Regions from separate parts of the Triticum aestivum genome. Here region 2 is linked to region 1. The links are chromatin contacts, called in public Hi-C maps. All regions are on one chromosome and are shown on one strand. The core of a region is the stretch at or near the end of the contact, and the rest is flanking DNA. Distances in the headings are between cores, read along the strand shown.

Evidence for each region. Hi-C and Micro-C count contacts between places; a contact is called where the count stands out from the background.
Region 2: a contact with region 1 is called in a Hi-C map of leaf, with 3 times the contacts expected there. The contact joins the promoter of LOC123145311 here to the promoter of LOC123145307 in region 1. A contact is called at or near these places in 3 of 5 Hi-C or Micro-C datasets (all in leaf).

The regions. Positions count from the first base shown.
Region 1 is chr6D:392,279,946-392,286,802 of IWGSC CS RefSeq v2.1, reverse strand. LOC123145307 reads left to right here and starts at 3,996. Exons shown (of 8, transcript XM_044564685.1): 1 at 3,996-4,298; 2 at 6,782-6,848.
Region 2 is chr6D:392,718,199-392,725,055 of IWGSC CS RefSeq v2.1, reverse strand. LOC123145311 (ADP,ATP carrier protein 1, mitochondrial-like) reads right to left here and starts at 3,074. Exons shown (of 4, transcript XM_044564688.1): 1 at 2,829-3,074; 2 at 1,277-1,757; 3 at 517-888; 4 at 1-419. The coding sequence starts at 1,750. The coding sequence ends at 123.

The DNA.
Region 1 (6,857 bases), core at 2,747-5,246:
GACTTTGAGCCACAACCCGAAGTGGGGTTGGATGCAGAGGAAGGCCTCACACACGACGATGAACGCCGAGATGTTGAGGAAGGAGTTCGGGGATAGATCATGGAAGTCTATCCCGTAATAGTACATCAGTCCGCGGACGAAGGGGTGAAGTGGAAACCCCAATCCGCGGATGAAGTGAGGGAGGAAAACTACCCTCTCAGTAGGCTTTGGGTGGGGATGACTTGCCCCTTGGTGGGCAGACGGTGGGCGATTCCTTTCGCCAGGTACCCCGCCGCCCGGAGCTGGGTGATGTCCTTCTCCTTGACGGAGGAGACCATCCACTTGCCTTGGCCTCCGGATCTGGACATGATTGAGTGCTTCCTAGAGATGGAGAAGATGGGAACCTGGGCGCTGGAGCTCGAGAATGGAAGGATAGAGAGAAAGAGAAGGCGTGGGTGAAGGAGGGGAGTCCTTATCTCCTTATAAAGTCCGTGAATATTGAACGCCTCCCCACTCGCCTTAAAACTCGCCCATTCCCAAGGATTGTGTAAACGGCACAGTTGGGTTACCCACGCCCCCTATTGATGAGAATCCTGCAATAAGGGGACACGATTTATGCTTTGACAAGACGTGCCAATGGCAAACCGCGTCTCGGAACGTGGAGTGGCAGACGAAAAACGGTTCGAAATTATGACCGGGCAGACGTGATGTCATGTTACCAAAGGTTGTCAGCGGATTGGATTCGTGGAATATTGTATTCTCTCTGCGGTGGTGTGTGGTGTGTGTGTTATAGGTCCGGACACGTTCAATACGTCCGAAGACTACCTTGGAGTTCGGAAGGAGGAACCTGCCTTGCAATGCCGAAGACAGATCTACGCACCGGATACCTTGTCATTGAAGCCAGGTTTAGGGGCTACTGAGGGAGTCCTGGACTAAGGGGTCCTCGGGCGTCCGGCCTGTTAGCCATGGGCCGGACTAATGGACTGTGAAGATACGAAGACCAAAGACTGCACCCGTGTCCGGATGGGACTCTCCTTGGCGTGGAAGGCAAGCTTGTCGACCAAATATGTAGATTCCCTTCTTTGTAACCGACCTTGTGTGACCCTAGATCCTCCCGGTGTCTATATAAACCGGAGGACTTAGTCCGGAGAGGAGAGATATTCATTACCATAGTCATACATGCTAGGCCTCTAGGGTTTTAGCCATTACGATCTCGTGGTAGATCAACTCTTGTAATACTCATATTCATCAAGATCAATCAAGCAGGAAGTAGGGTATTACCTCCATAGAGAGGGCCCGAACCTGGGTAAACATCGTGTCCCCTGTCTCCTGTTACCATCGACCTTAGACGCACAGTTCGGGAACCCCTACCCGAGATCTGCCGGTTTTGACACCGACAACCCGAGCTCAGCCCCTTTCCGCAGCGAGATTTGGCGGGAGGGACATTTCCGTGCGGCCGTTCCCGCTCCCCCCACCCTCCGCCACCATTGCCCCGCCGCCTGACGCTCCGGTGCATCTTCCTCGGCCGTCCTTCGCCACCATGGATGACTCCCTGCTGTCCCCCGTCACTGTCGAGGTCGCGCACGCTCAATCCCCTTGGGCGGATCTCGTCGCCAGCCATGTTGGCCCCGCCGTCGCCCAAGGCACCGCCGCGCTTGCCCGCAAGCGGCAGGGCAACGTGGTCGTGCAGGGCGGGAATCCGGCTGCCCCCGCCACGAAGGCCCGCGCTCCGAGCGCCAACGCGGCTGCGCGATCCCGGCTAGCGGCGGAAAAGGTCGTCAAGGCCGCCGGGGTAAAGAGGAAGAGGATTCCGGCTACAAAGAAGCCGCCTCCTTCATCCACTCCCTCCGCCCCGGAAAGAGGTTCCCCGGCGATGCCGCTCAACGGTGCTGCTCCCACCGCAAGCGAGGTGTTTGACGAAATGGCCGGAAGGTATGCATCTTCGGTCATGGCAATTTCTTTGCATTTCGCCATTTGCGATAGCTCGTGACTTGTTGTCGTTCACTATAGCGGTGGTTCGAACAATGCAACTGCCGAGTTCGTGAACTTGTTGGACACCAACGCCGTTGACATCGGTCAAGCCCCGCTCGCCGCATTCGACTATAATGAAACGGAGGGCGGCGTGGATGATCATGGTGGTGAGGAAGAATTGGAGGAGATCGATGAGGTAGCGTATGAGCAATCACAAGCAAAAACTGGGAAAAGCCAAAGATCGAAGAACTACACGATCTTGGAAGATCAAATTCTGATCAAGGCATGGAGTGCGGTGTCTCTTGATGCATGCACGGGTACTTCTCAAACTGCCAAGAGGTATTGGCAAAGGATCGAAGATCAATACTTCCGCATGATGGCAAAGTACCCCAATAGGACTCCATGCACATTTCGGTCGCTTCAAGGGCGTTGGGATGTGATCAAGCCTATGTGCAGCCGTTGGGCAGCTTGCTTGGAGTAAGTACGCAATGCACCTCCAAGTGGAACTGTGGAATCCGACTATGTGAGTTTGTTTTGCCTTTGTTCAAGTTGTGCATAAGCATATTGTATCATATGAAATGATTGCATCATTTCACTTTGTTCAAATTGTGTAGGACAAAATTGCCCAACATAGATACAAAGACATGGAAGCTTTGGAAGGCAAATTCTTCAAACTAGAGCATTGTTGGGACTTGCTCAAAAAGTGCGAGAAGTGGAAGTTGATCGACAAAGAATCCCCACTGAAGAGAGGTTCACTTACAAACATGGATGAAGATGAGGATGATGATGGCCCAAGAAATTTGAACAAGCCCGATGGCGACAAGAAGACTAAGGAGAAGATGAAGAGAAAGCACGAAGCATCGAGCTTGAGGGAGAAGATTGATGCCATGGTGCAATCAAATGAGGTGATGTTGTTGAAGTCGTTGGAGATCAAGAAAGAGTTGGCCGAGAAGAAGGCAAAGGAGAAGCAAGAAAAGTGACAATTGCTCAAGGAAGAGGGGCTGCGCAAAGCGGCCATTGAGGAGAGAAGAGCTCGTGCCGCTGAAAACAAAGCCATGTCCAAGTTGCTCGCCGAAGAGAACAAGATCATGACAATGAACCGCAATGACATGGACGACCTCACTACAGAATGGCATGATATGGCAAGGAGAGAAATCTTGAAGAGGAGAATGGTTGCGTCGGCCAGTGCGTGTTACCGTGGCGGAGATGTTTTCTCTGCTCCATATGGTGGCAATGTTGATGATTTTGGTGCGGGAGTTGGAACAAGCGCCGGAGGTGGATTCGGTGGTGGCGATGAACTTCAAGATGGACTCGATGGCGTGGAGTGAAGATCGACCAAGATGATGCCGAACGTGATTGTCACTTTTGCAGGACCCTCTTTTGCGTTTGTCCTACTAAACTGAAGCTTTTATTTACGCGTAAACTATGTTATGTTGTTTGAATTTGAACTTATTTGTGAGAACCTATGTCAAATTCGAGAATTGGTCGTCTTCGGTTTGCGGGTCGACGCGGCGGTGCCCGAGCAGACCCCGCAAAAAGCCGACCCATAAAAAAGTATATTCCACGAATATCCTTTTATACGGGTCTGTTTGGGGGTCTGCATCTGCGGCCGTCCGAGCCAGCCCGCAAAGGCCGTTTTCCGTGAACTGCAAACGTGTTTTGCTGGCCGGCCGGATGCGTGGTCTGCTAGAGATACTCTTACTCCCTCTGTCCACGAATAAGTGTACATCTAGCCTTTGTCCTAAGTCAAAGTTTGAAAAATAGCAGCATTTATGGAACTAAAATAATATTACTAGATTCTTTTTAACATGTACTTTCATAATTTACCAATTTGATTTTATATATGCTAGTACACTTTTCTGTAAAGTTGGTCAAATTTTTATAGTCCTGACTTAAGACAAAAGGTAGAAGTACACTTTTTCGCGGACGAAGGTAGTAGGTGGCAATTTCATGACCAACAGTGACCGGACAGTCCGTATGAACGCACAAGGATGATTTGCGGTGTCCGGTTGTTGTTCCTCTTAAAATTTTGCAAAATTCACCGTTTCGCAAATTCTCGGGGATCCGGACGCATCCCATATCTCTTCCTCCCCCTCTCCTCTCCTGACCTAATCTCGTGCTCCGGGCTTCAATCGGCTGCCGCGTTGTAGTTGCGCGTCGCCGCCGAAGCCTGACACGCCATCCGGCCGGGGTCTCTGCCGCCCTGCCACCCCTTCCCCTCCCCCCCGCGCCCCTCCAGGCCTCGTGCAGGCCGTTCCTCCTGCTCCGCCCCCCCTCGCGCGAACCTCCATCCGCCCCGGCGGGTATTCGTCTAGCGCCGGCCGTCCGGAGCTGCGCCTAGTCACTAGGTAACCACCTCTCCTTACTCCTCCCTCCTACTCCTTCCATCCCTCCCCTTCCATGCTCTTATTTTTTCTAGAATACCCTGCCATGCTCTTATTTCCTTTTCCTTTGTATACGTATTTGTATGAATTGCTGTTGATGGATGGCTGGTTCAGTTGGATTGTAGATCGCACATCGTTTATATTGTTTATTTATTTAAAGAGGGATGGCTGGTTCAGTTGTATTATAGATGCGCCAAACTGAACATGCACATATACTGATGCAATCCCTCTGTTTGGAAGAGTGGTCTCCGTTTAGTGTGAGTAGAGGAGATGGATTCTTTTTTGTTTATGTTTACTCTGTTTGACACACGGGGAGTAGAGGAGATTTTTGTTTTGTTTGGCTCTCGCAAAAATCGACAGAATGCCATGCTTTTCTTTGGAATTTGCCTAGACCATAGTATAAATTAGTTTGATTTTGCTTGATTGCACACTTTGTTTTATTTACTTCTTTTGATAAAATAGAATGGTTGTTTTATTTGAAATTGGTGATGAATAATTGCCATAGGTTTCAGATTGTGTTCATGTAGTGGCTGCTTGTGTTTGATGATGGATAATTGATTGTGTCCATTTGGTCTGGCTTTTCTTGTACTGGTTGTACATGTTGGGTGAAGTGCAAGGGGAAGCAGATGTGGATGGGCACCATGCAGTCCTACTCCCTCCTTCCATCTATATAGGGCCTAATGTGTTTTTCAAGACCGTCTTTGACTATTGATAAGATTAATAGTACGTGAGATGTATCATGTGATAATTATATTATTGGGAGCTCCTTTCACATACGAATTTGACGATATGCTTTGTGTAAGTTGCATGTCATATATTATTGCTCTAACATTTGGTCAAAGTTAGCCTTGAAAAACGCATTAGGCCCTATATAGATGGAAGGAGGGAGTAGATGGGATAATTTTACAATGTAGGGGTTGGTTTGTGTGGTTCATGTACCTTGAGATGATGTTACCTGACGTGCACACTTGATAGATGCAGTGAGCTATGTCTGCAGTTGTCAATCGTTTAGTTTTTTGTTATGTATTTGTGCCATAAGTTCAAAGCAATGTTTGGGAAATCGTTTTTAAGCGACGCTTAGGCGCTGAGTGATGGCTTACCGCCTCGCTTCTGCCCTAGGCAATGGTTTAACACTAGGCGAAATTTAGCGAGATTTCGGCAGCGGTTTAGCGCTAGGTGCTGGTTTAGTGTGCACTTCACGCGGTTAGGCGAGCGAAAGCACTGGGAAATCTATCAGGCTGGAGCTGAAGTTGACTAGGCGGGAGGGGGAAATGGGGGTAATAAGGGCTGGGTGAAATTGGGTTTTTGGCTCGGGTTAGAAGGGAGGGGACAGGAGAGAGTGTTGCGGTAGCTGATGGCAACATTTGATACTATTCTTTGATAGGTTCACACCGTTAAAATTTCCTGTAACACATAATTACCCCATGCACTCATTTATGCGACACAACATGCGGTACCTGTTGTTAAATCCAAAACTAAGGGGCAATGTCTGTTTCCTCAAGTTCTCTTTTATTGTTTATGGTTCTAGACAGGTGAAATATGCTTCTGCTTGGCTGCTTGGGCAATTGATGGCAACATGCCATTTATCTTATTATTAGGCTATGTTTGTTTGAAATGAACTCCATTTTAGGCTTTTACCTGCTATTTTGCTTGCTGTGTGAACCTGTTGTGTGTTTACAATGGTGTGAACTGCATTTTACATGCTATTTCAATTATTTATGTGATAGGTTTCCTATTTTCCTGTGAATATTATTCAAAAGCAGCCAAAGTCTGTTGAATTTCGAAAAAAAAACGCTCAAGCGCCCAACTGCTCTTAAGCTGTGGCCTTCCGCTTCGCTTACGCTTTCCGCTTACGCTTTCCGCTTACGCTTTCTGCTTTTTTTAACATTGGCTCAAAGGTTGGTATTGATCATCGCTTTCTGTTATATACTCGTGCCATCAGTTCTTGGTATTCGTCTTGGAAGAATGAATATGCTTTGGTTTTAAATCTCTGTCCATGTACAAGTCACAAGTTTGATTTTTTGGGGGTGAAAATATCTCTACAAATTTGATTGAAGTGAAACAATGTGCAAAATTTGTATGAATATGCTGAATTTTGTGTAAAAATTTAATTGCATATGTTGGTGAATTTGAACAAAATTACATAAATTCAGAAACCTCTTCAACTTTGAAAGAACATGTGTAGTACTATAATTTAGAACTCACACTACAAAAATGAAATTTTCCTTCAGGGTCATTAGGGGGCATTACGGACTATTCAGACTCAATCCACAGTTTCACTGTTGTTCCAACCAAACAACTGTCAGCTTTCTCACAGCTGCTTTCCCAAATTTCACAGCAGCTTTTCCAAAATCTTCAGCTGAACCAATCACACCCTAATGATTTTATTTACTGCTCCATATTAATTCTACACTTACTAAGAGTCTAATTATATCCCTTTTGAACAGGGCATCAACATTGTCAATTGGAGAGGCTTGGAGCTGCTTCAGCATCCTCAGGAGAGCAGCAAACAAGGTAATCTGC
Region 2 (6,857 bases), core at 1,825-4,324, 440 kb before region 1:
TGGGAAAATCCACCCTCTACAGAAATTATTGCCTTCCAACGTTAAAAAGATAAAAGTTCGCCAGATCCTCGAAGGGCAGGACTGGGAACAGACTTCTCTTGTTCGTCATCATTTCTTCCCGTCTAGGCACCGCCTGAGCCGTACTTCTTGCCGAAGAAGAGGATCTGGAGCTGATCATAGCCGGAGAGCACACCAGCACCAGCAATGGCTCGGAGGATGTTGGCACCAGCACCCTTGAAGAGGGACTTGGCACCCTCCTTCGCCAGGATCTGCTGGAAAGCATCCAAGGAGCTCTTGTACTTGACAGCCTCTCCAGAGGTCATCATCATCCTTCTGCGGACGGTGTCAATGGGGTAAGATGCAAGACCTGCACCGTTGGTGATCAACCAACCAAGAGCAAAGCTGGCAAAGAAGTTGTCCTGCACACAGGTGAAAGGTTTGCAAGAATGTCAGTGGCACCACACAAACTAGAGAAATTTGTAAATAGAATGAATGTTGCGAGGTACTAGAACAAACCTGGAGAGTGCCAGTGAGGAGAACTGGCTTCAGAGAGTCATACAGTCCAAAGTACAGACCACGGTAGACAATGATTCCAACACAGGAGATGTTGAATCCACGGTAAAGCCCAGCAATACCATCTGACTTGAGAGTCTTGCGGTAGACATCAACCAGGCCATTGAACTGCCTCTCACCTCCACCCTTGGATGCCTTTGCGTCATTGGCCAGCCTTGTCCTAGCATAGTCAAGGGAGTACACGAAGAACAGCGAGGAAGCACCAGCTGCACCACCAGAAGCAAGGTTGCCACCGAACCACTTCCAGTAACCATCCTTGTCCTTCTTGAAGTTGAACATCCTCTTGAAGTAATCCTTGAATGCAAAGTTCAAAGCCTAGGAAAAAGACAAATGAATTAGATCAAGTTAGAACAAGAAAACAATAGCAAAAGAATAATAATGGTACATAAAACTAGCATAAGCTGTATGAAATGAAATATTTGAACCACAATTTCTGGATACAATAGAGATATTCAATTCTATCTCCTAAAGTGCATCAGCTGTAAAACTAGGCATTCAAAAACAGAAGACAAACAGATGATAGATGTTTATTAGACTACCATCAAGAGCATCATCACAAATAACATTACAGCCAGATTGTTAAATGCCACATTTCATGTGAAGTTCAAAGACTGAGAATAGGCATTCAACATACACCATTACCATCATGTGAGCATGAAAGCTAATGAAAATAAGCACAACAAAAACAACAACATATGGATACCTGAGTTGGGAAGTAACGGATGACGTTAGCAGTGTTTCCTCTCCACAGTGAGCCAAAGCCTTCATCCTTGATGGTGCGCCCAAAGCAGTCACCAATACCCTTGTATGGCTCAGAGAGCCTGCCAGCCTTGATCATCTCATCCTGGTTCTGGATAAGCAGCTTAACACGCTCAATAGGAGCTGCAGCAGTCTTGGAAACTGCAGCTGACACTCCTCCCATGAGGAAGTCAATCGCAAAGTTCTTGACACCTTTCTTCTCAGGGGGTGCATTGGCAAACAATGGAGAAGATGACATCATTGGGACACTGATGCCAAGGTTCTGAGTCATGTAGCTGCTTGTGGTGAAGCGCCTCTCATAGGATGGCACAGAAGGGCAGATGTTGCGAGCACGAACACCCTCAGAGAAGCTGGAGGCAAGGTGGAACTGTCCACCAAACTTCTGCATGACAGACGGGTGGTTAGCACGGTCCGCCATCTCTGACCTGCAACAACAATCAAACCAATGTATAAGTTAGCAAGCTTGATGTAATAATGAAACGGTGTATAAACTAACATACGGCCAGGAAATAAAGTAAATCAGGTAAACCGTACTATCTCATATAGATATATAATAACACAATTGTACCATAGCCATCTCTACAACTTGGTTAGCCCTAATCTGTAAGAACTCATTTTAGAAATTTACTGATAATCCCTGCTAGCAACATAATTAATAAACAGAGTAGTATTGCATGCTGACAGAAAACCTAGTTGAGACGCTTGAAAATAATCAAATGGGATAATAAAAACATGGCAATCACAATCAGCACATAATGCTAAACTGAAATTAGGTTCAATCCAGGTGGATCAACCGAGTCAAAGTGCATCATTAACAGAAACAACTTAATGAGGCCTAAAACCCACACTACGACATCAACAGATCTACCTAATCATGAGCAAAGACACGGCTTTCAATTGGTGCGTGTCATGTGCAACAGAAATCTACTTGCATCTAAACAAACAAAGGCGAACAAACAGGTCAGGATCTGTAGACATTAACTGCTTCTATTGCCACAACATCCAAGTAAAAAACACCATTTCTACGTCAGGTCAACAGATCAGATAGCACAAAATAAGACTGGATCTAATTGCACAAGAAGACCTTTTATCTCACACCCCAGCTTACACGTACGGGGACAACGGCTTCCGGATCCAGAGATCCAAAACACCAACGCGATCCAGATGAAAACAAACTAGGATCGTGCAAAACGACGGGAAAAAACAGGCATCTACACACGAGATCTGACGAACAAATGAACCAGCGAGTTACCGAACAACAGATCCTCCTTACCGGAGAGGAAGGAGGCACGGATCTGATCACCGAGGACCCGAGACTAGCGCCAGACCGAGGTGAACCGAACCGGAACGAACACAAATGGATCTACTCGACCAACGGGGAGGCAGATCTATATATACGCCGCGAGCACGGACGGCCGCGGCTCGCCACAAAGCCAGAAATAGACTACCGAGAACGAAGAGGAGGGGGGTGGGCGGCCATGCGCGGAGGAACTCACCCTTCGGAAACGGAGGCGATGGGATGGTGGCTCTTCCCGGCTCGGCGGCTCCGCTCCTTCCGGTCTTGCGGTGAGAGAGAGAGAGGGGTGGCCAGGCGCTGCGGGGCGGGGGAATATATGCGAGGGGGCTAGGGTTTGCGGGATGCGGGCCTCTTTATCTTCGCCCGCCCGTCCCTCCCGTGGAGCGGGGCGGGTCGGGTCGTTCTCGCGGGGGCCGTTACGGCGCGGCGTGCTCGGCTGGCGGTGTGCGGAGGGATCCCGGCCATTTCCCGTGCGTACCCGCGCCGTAGGGCGGGTGCGGGATCTGGGCCGTCGATCGGTCCGGGGTTGGTGGATCTGCGGCGGTGGGCCGCGCGGGTGGCGGCGTCTCCGGCGGTGGGGGCAGGTTCGTCTCGTGCCGGGTCTTTCGAGTCGTTCCATTCTACTGATCCGCTGCGGGCGGACGCGCACCGCACAGCGGCTTCCGCGAATGGGAGGGGGCGTGCAGTGCTGGCGTGCGGTGTGCCCGTTTGTTTGGAGAAAAAATGGATCGACGGAAGAGTCGTGTTTGGACTTTGGGGTGGTCAGATGGGATCGGGCGGGCGCGGGGGCTGGTTGGTTGGGGCCGGGTGGGGTGGTGTGTGAATGGGAAAGGAAATGCGGAACATGGGCTCGTGCGGTGCGTGCGGAACGTGCAAGTGGGTGGGCTGGGAAGAATTGGAATATCGCCTCTTCTTTTTCCCTTCTGGGGCCCTTGGATGAAGGATGGATGGATGGTCAGCTAGGATGCACCGCCGTGGCGTAGCTCAATCATATCGTTTGTTTATACGGTGGAGCACTACTTTTCCTCTCTGGAAGAAAGTATAATCGTATACTTTTCCCCTCTCTCTTTTAGATCGGTGTATGTACACGTTCTTTTGGGGCGGGTCTCGACCGTCCATTCTTCGCCTCAAAGGGCATTTTTACGTGACGGGCGGGGTGGCTGGTGTCGAATTCGTCGTTGCAAAATACGTGCTCATTCGGTGTTTCCGGGGCTAATTAAGGGTGGCAATGGATAGGGTATGGGCAGGTAAAGCAATATCATATCCATACCCGTATAGTAGGTGGGTACAAAATTTTACCCATACCCGTACCCGCGGGTATGAAATTTTACCCATACCCATACCCGACGGGTACCCGTACCCGTTAGGTACCTAGCGGGTAGAACAAATAGTACATAAGTTGTTCACAATTTTACACTCATTCATAGCACATTTGACAAAGAAATCAATTATCTCAGCTCGGTAACAGGAAGATGAGTAAATGGCCCCTATCAAAATTTAGAAATCACAACATACTCATAATTCAATAAGAGTAGACGAGTCACGTGACAAATTAATGATTAATTGATGAAAACTTAACATTAATTCACATACGGGCAGCCTATGGGTATACCTACGGGTAGAAGGTTGTACCTGTACCCTACCCATGACTTAACGGGTAGGGTATGGGTACTACCCATGGGTATAAAAGTGTGCCCATACCCTGCCCATGCGGGTACCCGTACCCATGGATAAAATTGTCATCCTTAGGGCTAATCTATGGTGTTGACCGCTAATACGCACACCAACTATTAGAAAAGCAGAAATGGTGTCGGTGTCCGCCCTTCGATCATATCTATGTATTTTCTTTTAAGTCCTGACGACATCTCCAACGTTGACCATCAAAACAAACATGGTATCGACAGTGATGCGGAGTCGGCTATCCAACCATACTCGCATCCATTTCAAAACAAATTTGGATAACTCGGACAAATTTCATTAAACGCGACGGAATTCACTAAAGTTCTGACATAATTTACATAAGATGGATGATATTTCGTCCGTTTAATTAAAACAAAATTTTAAAAACTAGAAGGCTAACTTATAGCGGACGATGAAATCGTATACGCGGCCGCCTCTCTTCTTACTGTACGATGGACTTTGGGGTTTCTCAAACGTCATCTATAACACAATGATCATAACGACAACTTATAAGTTCATCAGAAAGTTTGACAATGGGGCTAGATAACTCAAAAGTGGGATTTGCTCCTCCGATGATGGAGAGATATTCTTAGGGCCCTCTCAGTGTGACGGCATTCATCATCTTCTGGCTAGACACAGGTGGCTAGGTCACAGAGATGCTGGAATATGTCAACGAGAAAGAAGAACAAACCAGTAACGAAGAGACATGTATAGTGAGCATGAGAATGACTCAAGATAATACTGATATATCTCACCCACGAAGCAAATGAGAATGACTCAAGATAATACTAATTTATCTCACCCTAGGTTTTGTATAGTATCATGAAGCAAAGAAAATAGCACATGTTAACCAAAGGTTCACTCGAATGTCATTCGTGTACTCATAGGGATTGATACGCATGTCCACGGTTCCATCGATCATTGAACAAAAAAGGTTTTGGCTATGTCTATGTTTTACTGAACCTACAAGGTCACAAGTTTAAGGGAACCATGATGTGCTGAGTGTTAGTGCAGTAAGTGGTATGATAAAATATTTATGAAACAATTTAATTAATATTTAAAATAGTTTTGAGAGGAACCAGAAGCGTTTCGAAGATACCGGAAGGGTTTTGGGGTTTACCGGGTAATACCGATAAATAATGTATAGGTGGAAAATGTTTTCATATATATTAAATTGATAATAAAACTCTAATAATTATTAGGAGGCGTTTATGTTTGATTAAATATCAACGGGTCGTGAAAGGTCAAGTAGTGGAAGCCCAATAGGATGTGGCGCCCCTAGCTTCTTGGAGAAGCTAGGGGAGCCGAATTGGAGGGGAATTTCCCCTCCTAGGCCGATGCAAGGGGGATGGAAACCTTCCCATTTGTGGCACCCCTCCCATCTCCTCTAACCTATATATACTTAAGGATTTGTCCCTTTGTAGACACAAGTTTTGGACCATCCTCTAGTTCTAGTTCTAGTTGATCCAATTAGAGCTAGATCTAAACCTCTCTAGTCCTCATAATTAGAAGCTCGGTGTGGTTTTAATCTTCTCCCTCTAATTCTCCGGCAATGGTTAGCTCTGGATGATGAAGCATTGCCGGATTGTGAAGACCGTACGCTTCCAAAACTATGGAGAGGTCGTGCTTTCGGTCTTCTGTTTGAGGGATCGTTCATGAATGGTTCGAGGGACTTGAAGTATGATCTACACTAACTCTTCTTCTATTGCAACTCGGAGTTAGTAACGATCTGGTCTAGACCATTAATGCATCTTCATAGTGTTCCTGGTTTGAGCGTGGGATATTTTTTGTTTTCTACTACGTTTCCCAACAATGATCGGGATCAATTCGACGTAATCGGTGGTGTGTTTGTTCAGATATGATGAATTTATTGTTTATGATCAGATTGTTAATTGAAATCAATTGAATCTTTTGAGGGATTTTTTATGTATAATTATATAGTTTTGCATGTTCTTCGATCTATCTATCTTCTTTGGCTAAGTTTAATGGGTTTTCCCTAGAAGGGGTGGTCCTTTGTAGTTAGTTCAGTCTTGTGGTGATCTAACCGGTGACAATAAGGGTTAAGGCACATATTGTATTGTTGCCATTAAGGGTAAAATGACGGGGTTTTTTTCATATTGATTGACTTCTTCCTGTCTACGTTATGTCATCTTACTTATTGTGAGACTCTATTTTCTTGCAAACTTAATACCTTGATAGGCATGCTGGATAGCGGTTTTGGGGTGGAGTATTAGTAGTATATGTAGTTGGATTTACAGTCTACTTATCACGGACGTAATAACTATATGAGATTATACAATGAATGATCATAGTCATAATATATAAATATTACAATTTAATTATTGCCATGCTATAATTTGTTTATAATGCAATTTGTCTGTTTTCGAGAAAGATGACACAAGCGAACCTATGCCCCATCGGTCTATTCTCCATTTCTTAATTTTTCTACACCGTTGCTACTTTTACTTTGCCATGATACATTGCTATCAACTATCTCTATCACTTGCACACTATAAGATCTGCTCTATTATATGAAGAAAACCATGGT